2 separate regions of the Gossypium arboreum genome follow, and region 1 is linked to region 2. A link is a contact called in public Hi-C data. All regions are on one chromosome and are shown on one strand. Each heading gives the region's core, a stretch centred on a gene start, on an enhancer-like site or on the middle of the called end of the contact. The rest is flanking DNA. Distances are from core to core; before and after follow the strand shown. Region 1 holds the start of LOC108464234 (protein MODIFIER OF SNC1 11). Region 2 holds the start of LOC108455779 (protein IQ-DOMAIN 2-like).

What was found. Hi-C and Micro-C count contacts between places; a contact is called where the count stands out from the background.
Region 1: a Hi-C map of leaf shows a contact between it and region 2, with 4 times the contacts expected there. The contact joins the promoter of LOC108464234 here to the promoter of LOC108455779 in region 2. A contact is called at or near these places in 2 of 5 Hi-C or Micro-C datasets (both in leaf).

The regions. Positions count from the first base shown.
Region 1 is chr13:53,561,659-53,565,635 of ASM2569848v2, forward strand. It overlaps LOC108464234 (protein MODIFIER OF SNC1 11), which reads left to right and starts at 2,583. Exons shown (of 6, transcript XM_017764411.2): 1 at 2,583-3,099. The coding sequence starts at 2,762.
Region 2 is chr13:53,012,116-53,016,450 of ASM2569848v2, forward strand. LOC108455779 (protein IQ-DOMAIN 2-like) reads left to right here and starts at 2,512. Exons shown (of 6, transcript XM_017754330.2): 1 at 2,512-2,833; 2 at 3,252-3,387; 3 at 3,483-3,803; 4 at 4,102-4,323. The coding sequence starts at 3,313.

The sequences.
Region 1 (3,977 bases), core at 1,333-3,832, 550 kb after region 2:
GTATTTTGATGATCGTACCCAGAGGATTGCAAGATTGAAGAAAATTTTAATTAAATTAATTACCCAAAAATAATTACTAATCTAATCAATTCATGAATTAGTAGTGCAAACTATTCCTATTCCTAGTTTCGACAATACAAACTATTTAACCTAGAAGCAATTGAAGCCCTAATTATTAATTAAGCCAAGTTATCAAAACTAAAAACTACTCTAAGTTTCGATTAAATTAATTATTAAACTAAAAACTACCTTAAGTTTCGATTAAATTCCTATTCCTAATTAATTTAATCTAAAAATTCCTACTCTAACTTAATAATTGAAGCCCTAATTAATTAACTAAACTAAAAACTACTCTAAGTTGAGTTATTGAAAATTCCTATTCCTATTCTTTATTTATGTCTCCTTTTTAACTTAGTTTAATTGAATATTTGAATAAGTATTAGAATAAATTGTGTTTTATCAACATCTCGCATGATTCAATTGTTTAATCTGATTAATTGAATAAGTAAATAATTATTTAAAATTAAGCATTTATTCAAGAGACTTGGTATACTAGGATTGACGACACTAGTAGAATATTTTGACAGGTGGTACAAGTCTACGCAATAGGATACCCTTTCAGTCCACCTGTCTAAATATTCTACTAAAGTCATCAATCCTAGTATACCAAATCTCTTGAATAAATACTTTATTTTAGATAATTATTTACTTATTCAATTAATCAAATTAAACAATTGAATCATGGGAGATGTCGATAAGACACAATTTATTCTATTACTTATACAAATATTCAATTAAACTAAGTTAAAGAAGGAGACATAAATAAATAATAAGAAAGGGATAGAGAATGCTCATATATATTTGGAGATGAAAGTGCGTGTTCAGGATATCCTCCACTCTTGATTGTCTAACAACAAAATAGAAAGATTCTGCTTACAGAAACATAAAATAAACTAACCCCTAATTTGTAGAGAAAGAAAATTGAAACGTTAAATTCTGATGGAACCCTCTTAATAAGGTTCTAAGAGCTTAATATTTATGATGTAAGGGTTAGATGACTAGATTAGGTCGAGTTACAAATTATTCAATGTGTTAATTATCATTGTGTAGATGAAAACACCCTTATCTATAAGTTGGGCCTCGTTGAACCGGTGTTGCGACATCACAGGACTGATGTTGCGACATTGAACATTGATTGCACCCCTTTTTTGCTTCAAAATTGGTTGTTGTGACATTAGACTTTGAATATAATTTCTTTAGGTTTGAAGTTGGATGTCACGACAGTGATAGTTGGTTGTTGCAATATTAATGCCTTGAAGCTCCTTTTTGCTTCGAAGTTGGATGTCACGAAATCCATCTTTGATGTTGTGACATTTTGGGGATTAACTCTTCAGCCTAAGACGATGTCCTACACACTCAATCAACACATCAATCTTCCCTTAGGCCCAAACTGGCCTAATAGGTCATAAAACCACACTGAAAGATCGTTTTATTCAATTAAAACTAAAAATTAAATAATTCTAAAATAAACATTAAAAACGTAAAACTACTTGAATACAAGCTCCTTGAGTCATGAAAAGAGCTTAACTTGCCATTGTAAATTGAGACAGATCAATTATATGGGGTTCAAACTCGAATCAAAACTCAATTGGATGTCTTAGGACATGTTATCCCTTTGATTTTTTTTTAAATTTTTTTCGATGATAGAATGTCGAGACATTGGGGTTCATATCTCTAGACTTGGCATCTTATGTCTCTAGATAGGTCTCGAGACATATCTATCATGTTTCAAACCTTTAACTTCGATGTTTATGTGTCTTGAAACAAAGGAGTTCTTGTCTTGAGACTTGAAACTAAGCAAACCTATTTTAGTAAACCCTCAACTCGCTCAATAAATTATTTTGTAGATTATAATCCTCTTAATGTATGTTTAAAAATCTAAAGAAACAATTAAAAAAAAATTTAACACCATTATAACTCTCTCAATAAATTATTTTAATTATTTAGTTGTTAAAATATGCTATTAGTTCATGTACTTATTTAAAATTTGAGATTTAGTTCCTATACTTTAAATGTTAAAATTTAATTATTCTACTTTTTCAATTTAAAATTCTAGTTTAATCATTATTGTTGTTTTTAATTTTTGTCAAAATTTGTAAACTTAACATGTTTATTTTAGCCAATCATATGTGACGTTATATGAGAACAATTTAATTAACACATCAATTTGATAAATTTTGATAAAAAGTACAAATAATATTAATATTTAGATTGAAATCTTAAAATCAAATAAATAAGAAGACTTCTTTTTTATTTTTTTAAGTACAATGACTAAATTTTAAGAATATTTTAATCAATGTTGTTTGAACAGGACTCAATTAGTCCATTGGATCGGAAGTAACCGAATGATCAATATAGAGAGTAATTTTGAAATGATTAAATCAAAAACCATTATAAACCGGTTAAAACAACTAAAACTCGATTCAACTGAATATTTTTAAATTTTTAATTAATTTTATCCTTAATTAACTTCTAACTCAAAATAAAAAGTACGTTAATTGAGAGTCGGTCTTAGCAGGCCATCCGGCCCAACAACAGCGAATGAAGAAAGGCGAAACGAAAAACCTTCTTGCCTTTATTGTTTAATCCTTAGCCTTTTTCCTTAATCCTTAACCAGCGAGTAAGAGAAGACAGTGACCCTCACCGCTCACTCTCTTAGGTCTCGGCTCCTCCTCTTCACGCAACTCTACCTACCATTCCCATGGCAACCACCACCGATAAACCCCTCGCTACCGCAAGGAACTCCGCGGCTCCATCCTCCGTCGCCAATTCATCCGCAGAACCGATCTCTAAGAAGACCGCCGAGCCCGCTCTGCCTTCCACCGATAAGTTAGATCCTCCTAGCTCTGATATTTCTGCTTCTGAAGTACCTCTTAAGGAGAGCAAGGGTTGGAAGACTGGCGGGACTGCTGGGGGCTCCGCCTCTGGGGGTGGCAGCGCTCCCGTTAACGACATCCAGAAGAAGATTCGCCGAGCTGAGCGGTTCGGCGTACCGGTCCAGTTGTCTGAGCAAGAGAAGCGTAATTCTAGGGCTGAGAGGTAACTACTTTAATCTCCCCGGGTTTATCGGGAATTCAGGGTTTTTCTTTTTGGTTTTGTACCTAGTCGATCAGAACTTCTAACGATAAGAGAAGAATTTGATTTTTTATTTTGATTGATTTCTGGAAATGTCTATTCGGATAAATTTCTTGAAATGCCATTCGATTCTTGGATCTTGAGGTGCTTAGAACCATTCATTATTGCTATTGAATTCGTTCCTCTAGTTTTTCCTTTTGTCTTGCTCTTCATGTTGGAGCTTATCGTATTTTGGATTTTATTAATTTATCCGTTGATTCTCTAGAGGTGAGTATAACCCTATCAGATCAGAGTCTTACCTAGTTACTAAGCTTGCTTGCATGTTCGCCTGGGACAACTTGGCAATTTAAGGCAAATCCTAACTTAGTTCTATATAATTAGAGAGAAACTATATGGCTTCTTAAAACAGTGTTACAAGGATTGGAGATCAGTCTGATATCAAAACGAAAATTGAAAGGTAACTTGCTACTTTTGTGAAACCTAATTCGATAGGGTAGTCTTATCCAGCTAAGTTTAGTAAGAACAAAATACTATGAATTGGAATATAAGAAGTATTTTGGAACTTTTGTGTGTGTGTGTGTGTGTGTGGTTTTTAATATAAATACATAATTCTAATTAAATGAATAGATAAATTTTGAAGTTCCTGAATGATTTGTTTTACGTTATAATTTTGGAGTGAACAATTTATTAAGGGACTTTAATCTTACTGAATTGGGTTGCTAGTGTTCCTTGATGGGAACGTGCAAACCAATTTGAAAATGGCTGGAAAGATAGTGTTTTCCTGTAACAGAGCCTTAAAATGTTGTAATAGAAGAGTTTTGTTGGTGGTAAAGCTGTAGCTG
Region 2 (4,335 bases), core at 1,262-3,761:
CCTATTCCCATAAATATTATTTCTGTTACGTTATTTTCGTATATATATTTATTTCATATTATTCATATGGAAATGGGTGCCAGTTTGACGGTCTGACCGGGTAGGTTTTGCATTTATGTTTTTAATTGTGGAAGCTTTTGTTTGTTTTGTTTTATTCGGGAAACATTTTGGGCCTGTTTATTTGTTTGGGCCGCTTTTCTTGTTATTTGTTTGCTTGGTAAATGGGATAAAAGCCTAGTCTGATTATATTAATAATAATAATAATAATAAGCAATTATTGCTTCATATTTTATCATTATATACGATTTATATAACAAAATATAATACGAGAGTATTTTTATATAATTTTCTTCCTTATATCTTATTAATGAAATAAAATATCACTATCTTTTATATATAACATTCAAGCATCTATTTTACATTTAATTTTGGTATTTTATTTCTAAAATATTATGTCTAAATTTCATATTATTAATACAATATATAAAAATTATAATATATTTTGCTACATTTTAATTAGGTTAATTATGAAAGTTTTGAATTTAGTTCATATAATTTAATTTGATCCTTTTAGAAACTATATTTTCAAATTTTAAAATTTCAATCATCACCAAATTACAGCTTGTTAAATTTATTAACTTATGCTATTTATAATATTTGGAAAACATATTATTATATGTATAATGTCATGCCAACTTATTATTTTCACATATTATTAACTAAAATTTAGTTAAGCGCTTAACGAAAGTCATTTATGTCAAGATTGAAATTTCAAAATTTTAAAAATATAGAGATTTAAAAGTGCTCGATTGGAGAATATCAACTAAATCTACAATAATATGCATAGTACATGACTAGTAATTGAGTTTAACCAAATAGATTTAATTGTTATTGTTTGGGTCAGACTAAATTTTTAAAAATTTAAAAGCACAAAGACTAAAATTGAAAATTTTAAAAATATAAGGATAAAATTTGATCAAATTAAAATATATGGAATAAATCCACAACTTTTGTAAAGTACAATGACCAATAGGTCGAATTTAACGTTTTAATTAATGTATATCGCACATTATCAAATGTAATTAAATTTTAACTATATTATTTTTATTTTATAATTATGCTTTTTTAAATTTCATTTACTGAATTGATGTGTTATCAAAATAGTCACTTTTGTTTGTTTCAAGTTACATTTTAGTCACTAATGCTTGAAATGTTATGTTTTAGGGTAGGTTTGAATGGGCGATTGGTGCGGTGCATTTAGCTTACTTTTTGTCTCATGTTACAGTATCGTTATTGTATCTAATCTCACTGCTACCGTTTTTTATACTAACCGCAAGTAAAAGTGCTGCCTATTCAAACCCACCCTTAGTCACTTACATAATCGATTTGTAATATTTTAGTCATTGAACTGTTAATTATCGTTAATGGTGTAACGATAAGCTGATATGACATATTAAATAATCATTTCAAATAAAAATTTTAGGTTAAATTATACAATTGGTCCCTATATTTTTTCGTTTTGAGCAATTTAATTTTTTCTTTTATGTTCTTTTCACTTCCTTTTTTTTTTTGTTTTTCCATTCTTTTTTACTTCCCCTTCCGTTTTTCTCCCTTTTCCATTTCATTTAACATATTTTTTTGTATGCTTTCCATTTCTTTTAATATAACTTTTTTATGTTTCCGAAATAAGAAAAGGCAAAAGTTGAAACCAAAATAAAACTTGCCTCACAGATTCTCACCCCACTATTACATACCATCATCATCCACTGCCACCTTGATGAACCAATTTGAATTTCTCAATGACCTAGTCTGCAAGCTTGTCTCACTCGAAGACCTAACCAGTTGTGACTTATGGCAGTCCACCCTAAAAAAAGCTTCCCAAGCCCATTCCTTCAACCTCCAAACCAACCCCTACGGCCACCTTATCTACCTTTCTTATAATATTCTCGCCTCTCGAAACTACGTTGTCAATGACTAAAACAACCACCATACGAAACTTACCCTCAATTTTATCCAAACTAGTTTGGTTCCATGCTCCCTTTCTCTCTTCGGTTCATCCATATTCGGCTTCTAATCAAACTTGCTTGGGAATATCCAAGAAGGTTTAAATAAATTTATTGCTTGCTTAATTTTATTTTTCAGAAAATAAAAGAAAAGAAAAAAAGAATTTTGAATATAAAGAATTCAATTTATGTTTATATTTGATTAAAGATATAATTTTTTTTATCTTGATTAGTTATATCTAATTTTAGTTTAAAATTTAAGTTATATTTAAATCAAGATTTAATTAAAAATAATTGGTATTCGGTTAAAAAACAGGCCACCTCATCTGGCCGTCAGTGAATATTTACTCTATGAATAGATCCGGTCACATTGTATTGATTTGGTAAGGTTAAAAAAAAAAAAATTACAGTCCAACGCTCTTGGAAGTTTTAAGGTCGAGTTTTCAGTTTTCACTGGTACACTGAACTGGCATGCCATTATTATAACTTGAAAACGATAGAGAAAAACATTGTTTATCTTTTTAACTGTTTTAGTTACCAAAAGTTTGGGGGGCAAAAGAAAACATAGGTAGATGAGTAGGTTTTATTTTCCAACCAATCAAGCACTGGGCAAAGAAGTGGGTCACACTACCAAAACAGCTGTTTCATATTCTCCAAAAGCTTCATTCTCAAGATCTATTTATCTTTTTCTTCCTCTCTATACTACATTATGCAACTAAAGAAACTGTGACCCTTTCAAGTTTTTATCTTCTTCTTTTTTTTATCTTTTTTGTATTTTGGAAAGATGACCCTTCGAGTTCTTTGAGATCTGGGCATTATTATAATCTCAGGTAGTTTTTGCTACTTTTGGTTTCTCTATTTTTTTTTCATGGACCCCAATTCAAAGATGCATTTTTTTTTTTGGCTTTTTTTGTTTGAATTCTCTGTGGCATTATAATGTTAACTGTCTTTCAAAATCTGGGTTGTTTCCCAATTTGTTAGTAATCTTAAGTTAAAAACTTGTTTAGATTTTAACGGAGAAATCATGGGATTTTTCTCTTTTTGACTTCAGTTTCATTTTCCTTCCTAATTTGCAGTGTTTAATATTTGATTTTTGCCTTTATGCTTTATGGTAGATCTGCTATTACCATTTATTAGCTATTTGCAATTTTGCTTCTGTGAATATTGATTGGAGAATGAGAATTTTCATTTCTAAAAAAAGTACTATTTTACAGTGAGAAACCGTTGACCATTTTTTACCTATTCCAGATGCAATCAGAAGAGGCTATTCTTTTTTCCATTTAAAAAATTACATTTAGGATAAGATAAGATGGGGAAGAAAGGAAAATGGTTGTCTTCACTAAAGAAAGCCTTCACCCCAGAATCCAAGGAAAAGAAAACCCAGGTCTGAAAGAAGTCCAATTCAGCTATAAATTACCCACAGTTTATTAGTCTTCAATGAGTGTTTTTAATTTTCTTTATTGCTATGTTTTTTTTCAGAAATCCAAAGAAAAGGTTTTGGGAAAGCAAGTGGATTTGGGTTCCAATGATTCTGATGCAGCCACTTTAGAAACTCTCAAGTTGTCCCCTCCTCCCCAGCCACAAGAGGTGAAATTAATCGAAGCCGAGGTTGAACCGAGCGAGCAAACTTACCCTGTGGAAGTTGCCATTGCTGCTGCTGCTGCTGTGGCTTTGGCCGCTCCAGCTGAGGCAGTTGCGGATGTCGTTCGTCGTCAATCCAACACAGGTCCACGGTTTGCTGGAAAATCTAATGAAGAAGTGGCAGCCATCAAAATTCAAACCGCTTTCCGAGTTTACCTTGTATGTGTTGCAACTTCTTATTAGGATACAATGATACATTCCAAAAACACCCTTATGAAACTTTTTCTTGATAATGGCTTGAGTTTATTGTGGATTATTTATACAAGAAGGGGAATGTATGAGTTCTTATCAATTACACTGTTGAAGAGACTTTTTTTAAAGGGACTCAGGTCAAGTTAGGTGATAATTTCATGTTTGAAACCCACACCCCAACTACCTCTCTTGATTGTATTTTTGCCATGAATGGAATTTATGCAATGGATTTGAGTTCGACTGATTATGGTTTCTTCCTTTTCAGGCAAAAAGGGCATTGCATGCTTTACGAGGACTGGTGAGACTGAAATCAATGATGGAAGGACCAATAGTTAAACGGCAAGCAGCCGGTACCCTTAGGTGCATGCAAAAACTTTCTCGTGTACACTGTCAGATTCGCTTGAGGAGAATCCGGATGACAGAAGAAAATCAGGCTCTTCAAAGGCAACTCTTGCAGAAACATGCAAAAGAGATTGTAAACTTGCAGGTAAATCGCCCA